Linked DNA regions of Mus musculus: region 1 is linked to region 2. Evidence: chromatin contacts called from public promoter capture Hi-C data. All regions are on one chromosome and are shown on one strand. Each heading gives the region's core, a stretch centred on a gene start, on an enhancer-like site or on the middle of the called end of the contact. The rest is flanking DNA. Distances are from core to core; before and after follow the strand shown. Region 1 holds the start of Nmd3 (NMD3 ribosome export adaptor). Region 2 has its middle 13 kb from the start of Il12a.

Region 1 (7,756 bases), core at 2,177-4,676, 1.0 Mb after region 2:
ACAAACAGACGCCATAATATTATGAGACACATGTTTTTAAAACTATTGACTGACTCTTTGTGAATCTCATGTCATGCACTGCAATCTCACTCATGTCCCTGTCTCCTTCATATCTGCCCTCGGTCCTTGCATCACCCCCGCCCAAGAGAAAACAAAACAAATACATACATACATACATGCATAAATTAAATAGAAAAATGCAAAAAGAAATAAAGTAAAAAGCATCTCACAACTGGGCAGTGGTGGTGCACGCCTTTAATCCCAGCACTTGGGAGGCAGAGGCAGGCGGATTTCTGAGTTCGAGGCCAATCTAATCTACAGACTGAGTTCCAGGACAGCCAGGATTACACAGAGAAACCCTGTCTCAAAAAATCAAAAAATCAAAAAATCAAAATAAAATTAAAAAAAAGAATTCTTACTGTGCTAACTGCAGTGTGCCACAGTGTGTCACACAGTATGTCCTTTTTTCCACACTTCTTTGCAAATGCTCTTTGCAATGAGTCATTGGTCTGGTTCAAGGTCTCTGGCTTCTGCTACACTATGGATTCTGGATTCTCACTGGGACTCCCCTTGGATATACTGTTGTTGCCCTGAGTCATGGAGAACCTGCAGCTTTGGATTGGTTGGACTAGCCCCTTCATGAGCTCCAGCAGTTCATATCTGGGGTAGATGTTGGGGTGGGCCAACTCAAAAGCCCTGGATCTGGGTCTAGGTAGAAGTTGAATTGGTTAGCCCTCCAGTTCTCCTGCACCCATGCCATTAGGGCCAGCTCTCCTGCTTTGCTCAGGTGAGGGACAGGGCCAGCTCTCTTGCTTGTGGCAGTGGGCAAGACATGGGGCCAGCTCCCCACCTTTCAGCTGATTCTCCCATGCTCACGCCACCAGGGCCAGCTCTACTGTGCTGCCCAGGCAAGGCAGGTGTGGGGCCTGCTCTCTCGAGTGATGCAGCCAGCGGTGGTGGGGCCAGCTAACTTGCCTGCCAACAGCCACAAGATGAGGTACATTTTTTTTTTTTTAAATAAGAGAGAACATAGTCCTATTGTTAGAAGTAGTTTTCTATATATTCCTTTCCCAGGCCCAAATGTTACACGATGATTAATCCCAAAGATGGTTGTGAGTAGTTCCTCTCTCCATATGAAGAGAGGAGGTACCATATGCTTCCACGTCATACTAACCGTAGATTCGTTGCTATGGGTGGGTGATGGTATTATTATTATAGAACTATCTTTTTTTGTTTTTTTTTTTTTGTTTGTTTGTTTTGGTTTTGTTAGATATGGTTTCTCTGTGTAGCCTTGGCTGTCCTGGAACTCACTCTGTAGACCAGGCTGGCCTCGAACTCAGAAATCCACCTGCCCCTGCCTCCCAAGTGCTGGGATTAAAGGCGTGCACCACCACCGCCTGGCTGATTATAGAACTATCTTAATTCTGTGTCTTTCTGCACCTTTGGTGCAAGCAGAGCCTGTAGGCACCAAGGTATGAAGTTACCACAGCAAGAATTACTCACAGCTCACAGCTCTGATCCTCTTCATTGTTCCCAGACACTTACCTCCAAGACTACAGGAGTGTGGCGAGGAGGAGAATGAGGTGGAATGGAAAGACTATTAGTAATATTTTCTTCAAACCCCTCCCCTATTCAAATGAATAGGTTCTTGGGTCCTTCATATTTGTTCATTTATGAATAATAAATAACTGCCCCTTAGCTATAACTTTCAAATATGAACTTCATGCCCAATCCAAAAAGGAAATCCTCCCACTTCTATTTGATAAGATGAATTCAAATTTAAACCCTCTTCATTGGGGAACAAAGACCCTCTACTGTCATAGGGTCCTGGAGTCCAATTAGAGTCATTAGCCTAAATTGGAATAGTGTGATCCTCTAGATATGCCACTTGGCTAAAGGCAGGCTTAGTAAGAAAAATTCTTTGCCTCATTTACCTGAATAGTGCCGACGGTTAATATGAGTGCAGGAGCCCACAGAAGATAGAGGCATCCCCCTGGAGTTGAAGTTATAAGCCATTCAAAGATGATAATACGGATGCTGGGTACTGAACTCTAGTGTTTTGCAAGAATAATAGTATGGACTACTGAGCCATCTCTTCAGACCACTTTCCCCTCTTTATGCAGGTGCTGGGTATCCAACTCAGATCCTCGAGCCTGCATGGCAAGCACCTTACTGACTCAGCCATCTCCCCAGCCTCCAACGCTAAGGCTTCTATTGGAGTTCTTAGGACTCTCATGTATAGAATCATAGCATCTGCAAATAAGAATATTTTGGTTTCTCCCTTTCTTATTTGTATTCCCTTTATTATTTCCCTTGTCTTACAGCCCTAGCTAAAAACTTCCAACACTCTATTAAAAGTGGAGAACATAAACACCCTTGTCTGTTTTAGTAGAAATTAGGCATATCTTTAAAAAACAAGTAACTAAAGTTTATACTGTAGTTACATTTCCATGTTCATTATAAATGTCTTATAAAACACAGATGATTGTGTGGAGCTGGAAAGGTGGTGGCTCAGCAGTTAAGAACATCTGCTACTCTCTCCCAGGACCAGAAGAGCTTGGTTCTCAGCCTCTGTGTTGGGCAGTTTCAAACCACCTGTAACTCCAGCTCCGGGGCGTCTGACACCTCTTCGGACCTTAGAAATGCTAGGGTCTTCCTTTTGACATCAGTTTCGGTTACAGTTGCGGATTTACCTGTTTTCATCTATTTTGTGGATCCACTTCTGAGAAAAATATGTTTCAGATGATTTCTTTAAGAATAATACTTTTCTTTAATGAAAAACATTTTATATTTTCTGCTTACTATTAAAAGTACAGTGTTTGCAATATAATAGAGAGTTTTCAGTTTTTCTTTCTTTTCTTTTTCTTTTTGCATCAACTGTTTAGTAAACAGCGATTCGATACTCTTAAGTTGTCCATGGTGATATTTACAGTGGCCATGTTTCTTTAGAAAGATCCATGTATTTTATGTATTTGAGTGTTTGGCCCGCATGAATATATATGCACCAAGTTTGTGGTTGGTGGCCTCAGAGTTAAGAGGGCGGCAGATCCTCTCCAAATGGAACTCTAGACGTCAGTGAGCCCACCCTGTGAGTGCTGGGAATTGAACCCAGGTCCTTTGTAAGAACAACTGCTTTTAACTGCTGAGCCCTCTCCCCAGGAGCTGAGAAGTGCATTTTAAAGATACGGGGGCGGGTGGAACGGTGAGCCTATCACAGACACCAAACTGTTGTAATCACTGTCCCGAGCCTGCTCAGCTCGCCCGGTCTCCCGTATCCCCACCCACTCACTCCATAGGCCCCGCCCCTTGCTACACGTGTATTCTTTGACCCCGCCCACCCGTCCCCTTCTCCCGCACCCTTCAGCACGCGGGATTTCCGGTTCTCCTATCGCGAGATCTTCGTAGGTGTGTAGCGCGGCTGAGGTAGCCGGTAGTGCGTCCTGGCCGGCGGGTTGCCCGCTGTGGGTGTATTTCGCCCTGTCACGGAGCTGCTGGTAGGTTCTGGGTGGGAGACCCGGCTCCTGCGCCAACAGCGGCCAGACGAGGGAGCGAGCCGGGCCCTGTACCCGGGCTGCGAGCGGCCCGCACGGGCGCCGGGGCGTGGGTGTGGGGCCGAGGCCGGCCGCATGCGGAGCCGCGGCGCGGAGGAGGGCGGAAGGGCCGTGCTGGGCGGCGGCTCGCGACCCCCGGGCTTGTGTGCCGCACGCATGGCTGTCCCCGAACTCAGGAGACTCGACCTGATGGATCCAAGTCTCACCGGTCCTTCCCTCCCCTTGATAGGTCGCGCGCGAACCATGGAGTACATGGCAGAGTCCATTGAGCACAGCCCGGGACACATGTGAGTTGCGAGCCCGCCCTGATCGATCCCTTGGCGTCTGCAGATCGTAAAATACCGAGAAAACGGTTAACGCTAGCAGGAGAGGTCCTTTTCTCGGTGGGAGAAAACGGTTGGGTCTTGATCGCATAGGAAGTCTACCCCATTTTAAGTCCGGTGTAGAAAAAAATGAGTGCTTTGAGAAGACGTCCTCCTAGAGGGGCACGAGTGGACGTGTACGGTTGTCACCCGGCTCCTCTGTCGTGCTAGCCACATGGTATGCGGTGCTCACGTGCAGCTAGTGGCCACCACTGGAAGATTATCTTAGTTTTCTTTGGGCAGCCGTGGGCCACGGTGGCGGAGGTTCACAGACTTTTTCTGCTGTTTCGTTGAAATCTTACTTTCGATGGAGCCAGTCCTGTTAGATTGGCCCTGGAATTCACTCTGTAGCCACGGCTGACCTTGAGAGCCTTGTCCCTTCAGCCTTAGCCTCCCAAGTGCTGCGATTATGTCAGGCCTGCTTCACAAAATTTTTCTGCCTCCAGTACACTATAGAGTTATACTCCTGTAGCTTAGAGCATCGGTAGGCATAGGTGCTCTTCTTGTCCTGTATTTTTGTCTATTTCTCCTTTTAAAAATTACTTTGTAACATAAAATACAGGGTTTCATTATATTTTCATGTATATAGGAGGGTCCGCATATTTAACATTGTACAGCGTTCATATTTACCCTACCATTGATCTTCCTTAACCCTCCTACCCCCTCACAGGTCCCTTTCCTTTCCTTAATAATCTCCTTTCTGTTTTCATGGAATACGTACATTTTCCTTTACTGTTCATTGTGGGTCCCTGTAAAGGGGGCCTGTTCGCATCTACGCATTGTAGATGCTCAGAACAAAGGGGGCACCCACTAGCCGAGTCAGATGCAAGAGAAACGAGAAACGGATCTTACATATATTGTTTGTTTCTCTTTGTTGTTTATTTTTGCTTTTGAGACAGTCTTACCATGTTAAGTCCTGCTTACCAGGAACTCATAGAGAGATCTGTCTGCCTCTGCCTCTGCCTCGCAAGTGCTGGGTAAAGGTCTGCACCATCACACTTGGCTGTCTTTTGTTTATATTGTTGAATTTATGTGCACATTAGTGTTTGCTATTGTTGTTAGACTATTTGCATTGCTAATTTCTTTTTTTCTTAGTTTTCCAATTTTAAAGAAGAGATGAGGGACTAGGACATTTCTATCATTGCATGAAGTTCATTAGCATGACAAAGTCGCACAGTGCCCTCTTTAAGCATTTTCAGAATTATGGCCCTTTGATTTTTGCCGATGTTTCAGGATTCTTCTTCACTCTGTCTTTAAGATTGCCTTTTTCCCCTCTTCGAGACAGACTCTCATGAAGCTCTGGCTGGCGTGAGACTCACAGATCTGTGTGCCCTGCTTCCTGGTTGTTAAGACGAAAAAGATTTCCCCCCACACCCCACTTGTCTTTTAAAAACAAATCAACTTATTTTATTCGTGAGTGTATGTGTGTGTGCTAAGTGCATGTAAGAGGCCATGGACATCAGAAGAGTGGTAGACTCTCCTGGAACTAGAGTTACAGATGGTTGTGAGCTGCCTCTTGTGTGCTGAAAATTGACCCCAGTTTGCTATAAGAGCTGGAAGCACTTTGACCCATTAAGTGTCTCCTCCCCCACTTTAAACAGTAGAATCTTGAAGGCTTTGGCTTGGTAGGGGTTTTTTGTTTGTTTGTTTTGTTTTGTTTTTGACTAGTAAATGTATAAAATCTAATTGGAAAAAATCTGCTTTATTTTCTCAAGCTTGTGCTGTGAATGTGGTGTCCCAATTAGTCCAAATCCTGCCAATATTTGTGTGGCCTGTTTACGAAGTAAAGTTGACATCAGCCAAGGTGTTCCAAAGCAGGTCTCCATTTCTTTCTGCAAACAGTGTCAGAGGTACAGTACATTACTACTTGTTTAGCTTCCTTAAGTTGGTCTTCATACAGAGAGCCACTGTGTTATGCTGAGATTACTCTGAAGTATACGGAATGAAACGTGCTGTTGAGTGTTAATTTTTACCTAGTTGATGTTACCAAGGATATAATAATTTGCAGTTTTATGCTGTGCTTTCTACTGTCCTACTAATCTGGTAAGGATAGAAAAAATATTTGTATAAAAGTGAGATACTGAATCTGACAGTAGAAGACGCCTTCTGAGAGCTGATGCATTCTTTCTTCAGTTTCGTTCCTTTAGTTGTTGGCTACATCTGTTTACATCTATCCATATGTCTAGTGAGAGACTTAAACCTTGTCAGTGAATATAAAAATTATATGCCTGTGACTTCCCAGATAGGTTTAGCATTTGCTTTGTGTATGTGGAAATTGTCTGTGGACCTCTGTAAGAATTCAAAATGTATTTCCCCAAATCTCTGCACATATATAAATAAGCCCATGAATTTAGTGTACTATTTTAGGGAGTTTACAGTGTGTGAGCCTGGTAAGTATGAGGCTTTTGGTCTGTTATGAATATTTATTATTAAATACATGGTGAAGTTTTAAAAGTATTAGACAAAGAAGCAGGACCCCCAAAATATTAGAAGTTTCTATCAAACTAGTTTTCTGTCATGCTTAGATACAGTCTGAGTCTCAATTTTCTCATGAGAATGAAGGGTTTTTATTAGATGATAAATAGTATTTGAAACATCCTTTGAAAATACTTATAAACAAATGGTTTTTATTGAACCTTGAAACAGGAAAATTAAAGTGTTTAACCATTTAATACCATGGCAAGAAAGCATTACATAACTCAGGTGAAAGTATTTAGCAGACATTGTTAATAACCTCTGTGTACTGGACCTTGGAAGACTGGGTTAAAAAAATTCATAATTTACAGAAAGGATTTGTATTTTACTATAATGAGGTTTAATTAATTTTGTTTTTTCAAGATAAAATTTCTCTGTAGCCCTGACTATCCTGGCCCTTATCTTGCTCTATAGACCAGGTTGACCTGGAACTCAGTTTGTCTTTGCTTCCCGAGTGCTGGGATTAAAGGCGTGCACCACCGTGCTTGACTTACTGAGGCTTATTTTGAAAACTTGTCTTTTTCAGCTTAAAAATTGAAATGAAACTTGATGACTGAACTTTTGATATACATTTCTATGTGTACTAATTTTCCTGTTTTTGTATGAGAAAAATGTTTCGCAAACATTTTAGAAGAATAAAATAAATAATTTTAGAGTCATTTAAGATAATTCTTACCTGTTGGTCAGTGTTCCTTCAAAGAAATTTTGGAAATATTGCCGTGTTTACTGGAATTTAAAAAGAAAGTCATTTATGTGTAGCTGTGTGCACGTTTGGTGTCCCTAAAGGCCAGAGGCATTGAATCCCCCTGGAGCTAGAGTTCCAGGCATTTGTGAGCTGCCCAACAGTGAGTGCTAGGAACCCCACCTCAGTCCCCCTTAACTACCGAGCCATCTCTCCAGCCCTCCTTACTGGGATATTTTATTTATTTATTTTTAACACGTATGCATTTATTTGGTATGTGTGCGCACTAGGCCACACTATGCATATGGCGGTCACAGGACGATTCATAGGGTTGGTTCTCTCCTTTTACCATGTGATCTCAGGTTGTCAGTCCTGGTAGCAAGCCCTTTTACTCTCTGAGCCATCTTCAGAGCTCTCTTAACTCAGTGCTCTCTTAACTTCTATTTTTAATAATTGAAACGACAAAATACATAACATATCTCAGATTGGCTTTCTCCAAATATTAGAATATTAGTTTTGAACTAAAGACACTGGTCTCATGGGGTAAAGCTTTAGAGTAGAGTATTACTCCTGATTAATAATCAGTATCACTTCTTTCTACTAATGGAAATTCCTGTTTTTTCCTGAAAAGCGGCAAACTTTAGAATGTTATCTTCTTTCAGATATTTTCAGCCACCAGCATCATG
Region 2 (7,583 bases), core at 1,386-3,885:
GTTCTGAGCCAACCAGAATTACATAATACAACTTTGTTTAAAAGAAAAATATCTATCTTGGTGCTTTTTAAATATATATATATATATATATATATATATATATATATATATACACACACAAACACACACACACATATATATACACATATACATGCACATACATACACACACATACATACATACACACACACACACACACACACACACACACACACATACTTGGTAGAGTGTTTGCCTTGCCCATATGAGTATGACACCTGTTTATAATCTGGACCCTATAATATTTCTTAAAATGGTTTAGTTTTTTTGAAGACACAAGCAATAACAGGCTCATTATAGAAGAACAAATAATTTTTTTAAAGAAAGGAACACACTACACACACACATACACACTTGCACACATGAAACTCAAAATCACCCTCATCCCTTCCTCAAAAACACAGAACATGGCTATGTGTGTATGACCCCAAAAGTCTGGGTTTCCCCAAGAAAGACAAGCTATACTTCTGAGGATGGAAGTGTCCCGAGCACCATATAAGAATGACCCCTGCAGGTTAGTTTTCAGGAAGCAGGTAGTTTATTAATCAAGGCCTTGCAGAGCAAGAGAAAGGACTCTGGTGGGAGTTGAGGGCCCCAGATCTCTTCTGGCTCTTGACATAAATCATTAACTTGACTTTAGCAGGTCACCTCTCCACTCTGGGTCATATTACGTTACTACCTCCATTGAACAAAGGGTTTGGAAATGAAGCCCTTTAAGGTTCCTTCCAATAAGGAAAACACATACCTTTGTGATTACTTTTAGAGTGCAACTTAGAGAATCAGTCTCAGAAAATATCTATAGACACAGCCTCTGTGGTTGAAGCTGTTTGTAACCATCAGAGAAAATGGCTCAAAATGGCCAGCACTTCTCCAGACCTGCTGCATCTATGCACAGCCCTGTTGGCAGTTTTCACAGTATATTTTTAAACAGCAGCTATTATATGGACGTCATTTCTTCATTTCTGCTTCCCAAGTTCCTCTGACACCTCTATTTCCGTTCCTGAATGCTACGGGAATAGCTTGCCTCACTTCACATGTCGGTGTGGATTAGCACAGAGGCAGAGGACGCTCATCTGAACTGGCAGAGATTAAATAATTGAGACAGACCATAAAAGCTTTTTATGCTAGTGTTCTTACATATCATCTAGGGACAACCCACTTCTGTTTAATGCCTTCCTGACCCATTTTGGGGTTCACAGAGACATGCTGGGACACTGTTCACAAGGTGTTTGTACCGACTCCTTGGCAAGCAAATGGAATATCCTTGAAAGGTGGAAGTCGCACATCCATATCGGTAAAATTCAGACTCTGGGGCTCTGTGTCTGATGTAGGAGCCGCAGTGGATGCTGGGAAATAAGCCGGCTTCTCTGTAAGAGCAGCCAGTGCTCTTAACTGCTGCACCATCTCGCCAGCCTCTTACCTCGGTGTTGCTGTTTTGCTTTTTAGTTGTTGATGTTTTTTTGTTGTTTTTGTTGTTGGTTTGGTTTGGTTTGGTTTGGTTTGGTTTGGTTTGGTTTGGTTTTTGGTTTTTCGAGACAGTGTTTCTCTGTGTCCTGGATTTCTTAAGCTTTCTTTTATTTCTTTGGTATGAGCTATGTAGAGTGTACCTTCATGCCTTCTTATTGTATCCTGGGGGTAGTAAGTAACCTTTAGGTACCTTTGCCCCCTGTAATGCCTCCCTTTCTACCCGGACTATACTTAGACCAGCTTTGGTGAATGAATCAAGTCACAAACTCTTTGGCCTTTTGTTTGCTTTTTAAATTTTGTTGTTTCCTTAGGCCAGCTATCCTTGAACTCAAAATCCTCCTCTCTCAGCCTTCACACTGGGACTCCTGGCATGAGCTAGGGTGTCCAGCTGTCCTTGGCCATTTCAAAAGTAAACAAGGTAGAAACAAATACAGAAAAGACTTAGCAGTCCCGAGTGACCTGATGCTCACCCTCTGTCTCCCCACCGCCCTGCTCCCCTCCCCCCACCCCAGTGCATTTCATTTTGGTTGGCTGATATTCTCCGAGTAAGTTGCAAATCGCCATATTTGCACAAGTCTACACTGACTTATGTTGTTAATTTGAGGGGTGCCAGTTATGGTGAGCAAATCCAAGGTTTTTAATGTGTGCTAAATCAGTGCCCGATCTCTCAGATACGCCCTTAACCCTCTAAAGAAGGCAGCCTTGTGCACACGTGCCAAGCAGTTATCTTTATAAATAGTTCATCAAGCAATTCCCGCTTATAAAATCTGTCTTTTTTTGCTATGCCCACCCAGAGCTTGTTCAGAACTCAAAGCAGGGAGTCTGTGCCTCTGTACGCATGTGATCAGATATAATTCAAATAATGCAAAAATAGTTAAGGAAGAAAGGGGAGCAAATTTAAAATAAATATTTGCAGTTTGGGGCTTCCAAGCTCTGCCATTTCCTTCGTTTCCAATCACACAATCATATTCAGCTTATTATGTAGTTCGTGTCTTGCTCTCAGCCTTCCCCCCACCCCCACCCCGTCCTTTCCCCCAAGTGTTTTTGAGTCCCTGATACCGCCCCCCGCCCCCCACGCCCCGCCCCAGGTGCAGAGGAGCCAGTGCCTGGCACCCAGTACACATGTTTGGTGGCTTTCCGTTGAGTGACTCATTGCTCAAGCAGGCACTCCAGCTGCCTTCCTTACCCTGACTCCCTCCCACCTCCTTCTGCCCAGTTCCAAACTTGAGTTTATCCAACACTCATTTTTCTCGGCTTCTGCTATTCTTAGGCTGCGGAGAGATGCTGAGGGGGAAACTCAGACTTCTGTCAAGTGGGTCTCCACGGAAGCAGACCGCCAACCCTCACACAGGCCCCGCGTTTATCTCCTGGTACCGCGACAGGATGTTGCACACAGTGATCTTCAAACTCAGCTGTGGCCACAGCCGTGACTCCGTGACAGTTACTGGCAACGTTTTGGCTGATTCTCTCCACTTCCTATGCCGTCCCTCTCCAACTTCCCTGTTCCTAAGCTGTTTCAGGTCTAAGCGAGCTTGCAGCACCTTAAGCCTCCTCCCACAATAGCTTTAAGTCACTTGCTTTTATTTTATTTTTAATGTTCATAGGTTATTTTGACAAAGCTCTTTGTAAACTTAATCATAAGGCTGTATTATATTCTGTAAATGCTAACCACATTTAAGCTTCTCTAATGAGAGACCTGCCCATACTTTGGCATTTATTTTGTTATTACAATTTTTGTCTTTTGCATTTCTGAAATTCTTTAAGGTATATTCCTGGCTTTATCGGGGTCAACGGCTCCAGAAAGTTCAGATTCTTGATAAACTTTGTCAAATTTATTTTCAGAAACAGTTTCATTATGAATTCCCTTTCATACCTTTGTCAACCTAAAAGGATTTATTTCATGTACCTGTATTTGGTTGAGCCGTCTCATATCTTTTTAACATAGTTATTAACTATAGCTTTCTTCAGTGAGTTGTCTGTTAATGATTTTTCTCATTGGCCTACTGGGGTCCTCATGTTCTTAATTACTTTGTCTGTGTTATTGATAAATTTCACTGAGTAATTTGTGTGACAAACTCTCCAGATTGGTCGTTGTGGTTCCAGGATTCTCCTGTCTCTGCCTCCCTCCACTGGGCTTGCACATAGGGGCTCCAATCTGCCTCTGTCTTTAATCTCAGATCCATGCCAAGGTCTGGAAATCTTGTATCATCTCTCATGAAAGTTAGTTTGTAAGATATTAGCATATGTTCTGCTGTGATATAAAATTTACCCCATCCATCCTGGGAATTATTTTATTTTTGGAGTTTTTAAATATTTTTATTAATTCTTTGAGAATTTTGTACAATATATTTTGGTCATATTCACCCCCTCCTCCTAGATGCACCTCCCCTCCTCTACTTTTTAACTGTTGAGTCTAGTTTGTGTAGTCCCTTGGTAGTGGCCTGCCTAGAGTGGGGTTGACCTGTGGGGGGCCACAGCCTTAAAAATCAACAGAGTCTTTCTCTCCCTGCAACTGTCAGAGGTCAACACCTCTCTCCCTAGTGCCGAGACTCTGTGCCCCTCTCCCCTCCCCCAACTCCATGCCAGGGATTTTGTTCCTGAGCAGTTTTGATTACAGGTCTGCACCCCTGGACTTGTTTGACCTACCTAAATAATACTTTGAAAGCATATCCCTTCGATCATTATAAAATTCTTAAAATACAAAATGAAATCTGCAGAAAGTCAGAGAGTCCAGAGGCAGTCGAGGGAATGGCATGTTGGTGACTTTGCTTTCAGTACACCCACAGCACTCCACCTTTACCCATGCTACCTCACTCACAGTAACTGCCACTCCCACCTACCCCACTGACTCTTCCTCCCCACCCCCACCCCACCTCTACCAACCATTCCCGTAGCCACCCAAGCTATCAGGAGTAATGTAGCCACTACCCTAATGGCTCTCCACTCTCCACCTTTTTTTTTTTTCAGTTGTGCCTTTATTGACTTAGTGCATCAGAGTGTACAGGTGTCCTATAATAGAGGCCACCCTCTGAGCAGCACTTTTAAAGCAGCATTACAGGAATCCTTATTGATCACACCATAGTTATAAAAACCAGGGACATAATGACGTACACAATCTACACACGACAGAGAGGGAGAATTTACAGTAAAATAACATTGAGGGTTAGCAAGGACAGCTGCATGCAGGGAGGGTGGGGTGCCTAGGGGGAGTTAGGTTGGGAGGTGGTTATGTTGGCTTCTGACAATGACCACAGGCAGCTCTCACTGAGATTCTCAGATCACGTCCACTCCCCCTCTTAAACACACATATCCTTCCCTATGACCTATTCCTTCTCCATTTTCATTAAAGAACCTACAGTTACAGAGACACCTCCAAGATCCAAACCAAGAAGACTCGTGGAAGCAGCATCTTATCTTTGCACATGGCAGGCAGCATCCTCGTGGGCTATGGGGTCTACATCTGCTTCTCCTGATACTCTGTCGTCAGCTCCAAAACCTGCATGAGTTCAGTGGGATTCAGTGCTGAGAATCAGCAATGGCTATTTTCAGTTGCACAAAAGAGACAGTCCTCTCGTAGGAACAAAGTAACCACCACAGAAACCCAAGCTTGCATCACCAGCCACAGCACTGTGTCTTGACAGATCATAGAGCTCACTCCTCACTCCATCATCAAAGTTATCATTCCCATATATAGCCACCATAGCATCATAACCTCCGTAGATCCGGAGCACAGACCACCTGCACCTAGCTCCATGGTAGCCCTATCCTCTTGCTGTTGGTCTATGATATGGTCCCAGCGGCTGCCTCAGCAATGTTATAAGTGAATCACAGAACCCTCTGTGCTTTCCCTGCAACTTCTGAAGGTCTCTATCCAGCTTTAGATAGTTCAACCAGGAGGCAACTGCCCCATCTTTAGCATCAAATTGAGCATGACATTTCAGAACCCAGTGCACACCAATACTGTTGGTTTAAATGCTTCATAGTGATAGTAACTCCAACCATGTGTTCAGAGAACGTGATTTGAGAAGGGAAAGCCCTCCACCACCTCCGGTGTGCACAACTGCTCTTCCAGCCACCTCTACATGAGGAATTGCTAAGCTACACACAGAGCCACTATCAGTCTTGACTGGCTCAGAAACGAACTTCCCTTCTGTGTGCCTTAGTTCCTGTGAACCAGTCAGTGAGGTTTTCTATTGCTTTGTTCCTCTGACTCTTCACGGGGATTAATCTCTCTGGTTTTTCTTTTCTTTTTCTGGGCAGGAATGTGTGGGGAGCGGGTGTGGCGGCAGTCCCAAAGGCGCCAGGGACTGCAGCTAAGTCATATGACTTGCACCTGACTTCCTCATATAAGACACAAACATCTTGAGTGCTGCGCAGGTGTACCAGGATACAGGTGAATCCAATTTGGTGGAGATTTGCCCCTGCTGCCCTGATTAGCTGAAGCCTCGTGACTGGCGAGGGGGCATGGCCTGCAGTGCGTGGATGAGAGAGAGTATAAAAGGAGTGAGAGGCCCAGGGTTCGGGGGAGATATATAAACAAGGGAGATATAAAAACAAGGGAGATATAAACAGGGGAGATATAAACAAGGGAGATATATGGAGAAAGAAGAAACAGGACTGAATAAATGTGTGCAGAAGGATCCTGTAGCAGCGTCGTTCTTCCTGGCCTGTTGAGTGCGCGCAACAAGTGGTGCCGAAACCCGGGACAAGAAACATCTTCAGGCAAGAGCGAAGACCCCCTGCTACAGGGAGGATTCAGAACTGCATAACGGGGAAGAAGGGGTTAATAAAGGTTCCTGTGAAACAGACTGTTGAGAAGGATCTGGCGTGGATTCAGAACTCTTCAGCTGGGGAACGGTACTGATGAAGAGAAAGAAGAAAGATGAAGACGGAATAAACTGCTGTTAGAAGGACTGGTGGTCGCATCGTTCTTGCTGGTCGAGAGCAGATGCGACAATTGGTGGCCCGTACGGGGAACCGACTCCCCCACCGAGTTCAGAACTTTCAGCAGTCAGTGGTTGCTGGCAGGGTAAGTTCATGGTGAGTGAAACTTGCAACCCCAGGAGTTTGGGAAGGACCTCGATAAAATAGAGGTGAGCATAAAGTTGCCAGGAAGTAGGCACAAAGTAACCCAGGAGTTTGGGAAGGACCTCGGATAAAATAGAGGGGAATATAAAGTTGCCAGGAAGCAGGCACAAAGTAACGATACGTTCCCGGTTTTGGGATAAGTTAAGGTTCCCAGTTTCAGGACAGATTAAGGAACTATGATAACCTCAGTGTAGTGATCAATAGATCCTCGCTGTGTAGTTATGCTTTTTTCTCCCATTGACCCTTTGTGGGTAGGTCTGATAGTTTTGGTCTTGTTTGTTCTGATATATGGACTCTGTTACTGTTTGAATCAAGAGGCAGTCAAGACAGGTCAGAAAATCCTTATAGAGCAACAAGAAAGTATGTCGGAAGAGAAGGGCTTAAAAAGAAAAAGGAAAAAGAAAGGAGACACAGTGTTATCAGGTGGACAGAAAGGACAAAATAAAAGAGCTGAGGTGGAGGAGGAAGGCAAATTAGCTTTTGCTCCCCCCTCCCTATGCCTCCTCAGCATCCACCTGTAGGTGGACCTTCTGTCCGGAGATTTGGAGAGGATCAACCAGATCAGGTGTTGACGTGGGCGAGAGGGTCTGTTTGTGTGTTTCCACAGGACCAGACGGAACCTCTTTGGGTGCTGGAGAGATTGGTGAGACGCTACAAGAATGAGGCTCCTGATCCAGTTGCCCCTGTGGATGTGGTGGATGATCCCACAAGCACAAAGGATGGAGCCGAGATGAGAGATCCTTTCGGTGTTCCAGAAGCGCCAATACCAGCTCGACATGACATTCAAATTTTTCTATGCCTTTTTGATCCCTGAATTCCCCTTAAAGAGATAGCCCCGCTGGCCATCTATCCCTTGCTTCAGGGAAGATGAGCGGGGATGAGAGCCCTGGGATGTATGCTTGTTATAGTGTGTGTGTGTTTTGTGTTTGGCACATGTGTTAGGTGCAGAGTGTGCGGGTCCGCACTTTCGCCATGGTAGCGTAGGCTTT

What was found. Promoter capture Hi-C pulls out the DNA fragments that hold promoters and counts their contacts.
Region 1: a contact with region 2 is called in a promoter capture Hi-C map of pre-B cells, with 2.8 times the contacts expected there. The contact joins the promoter of Nmd3 here to the enhancer-like site in region 2. A contact is called at or near these places in 1 of 39 promoter capture datasets (pre-B cells) and 2 of 115 datasets of contacts at active chromatin or transcription factors (bone marrow-derived macrophages and pancreatic cancer cells).

Annotation. Positions count from the first base shown.
Region 1 is chr3:69,718,629-69,726,384 of GRCm38.p6, forward strand. It overlaps Nmd3 (NMD3 ribosome export adaptor), which reads left to right and starts at 3,427. Exons shown (of 16, transcript NM_133787.2): 1 at 3,427-3,494; 2 at 3,781-3,838; 3 at 5,629-5,763; 4 at 7,733-7,756. The coding sequence starts at 3,795.
Region 2 is chr3:68,674,301-68,681,883 of GRCm38.p6, forward strand. No RefSeq gene overlaps it. Among named protein-coding and RNA genes, the nearest start is that of Il12a, 13 kb to the right of the region's middle. Within about 2 kb of position 2,636, at least 223 of the 459 cell types and tissues checked have an H3K27ac peak or open chromatin away from gene starts, as enhancers often do. A contact at or near this core is called in bone marrow-derived macrophages, pancreatic cancer cells and pre-B cells, where this site is marked.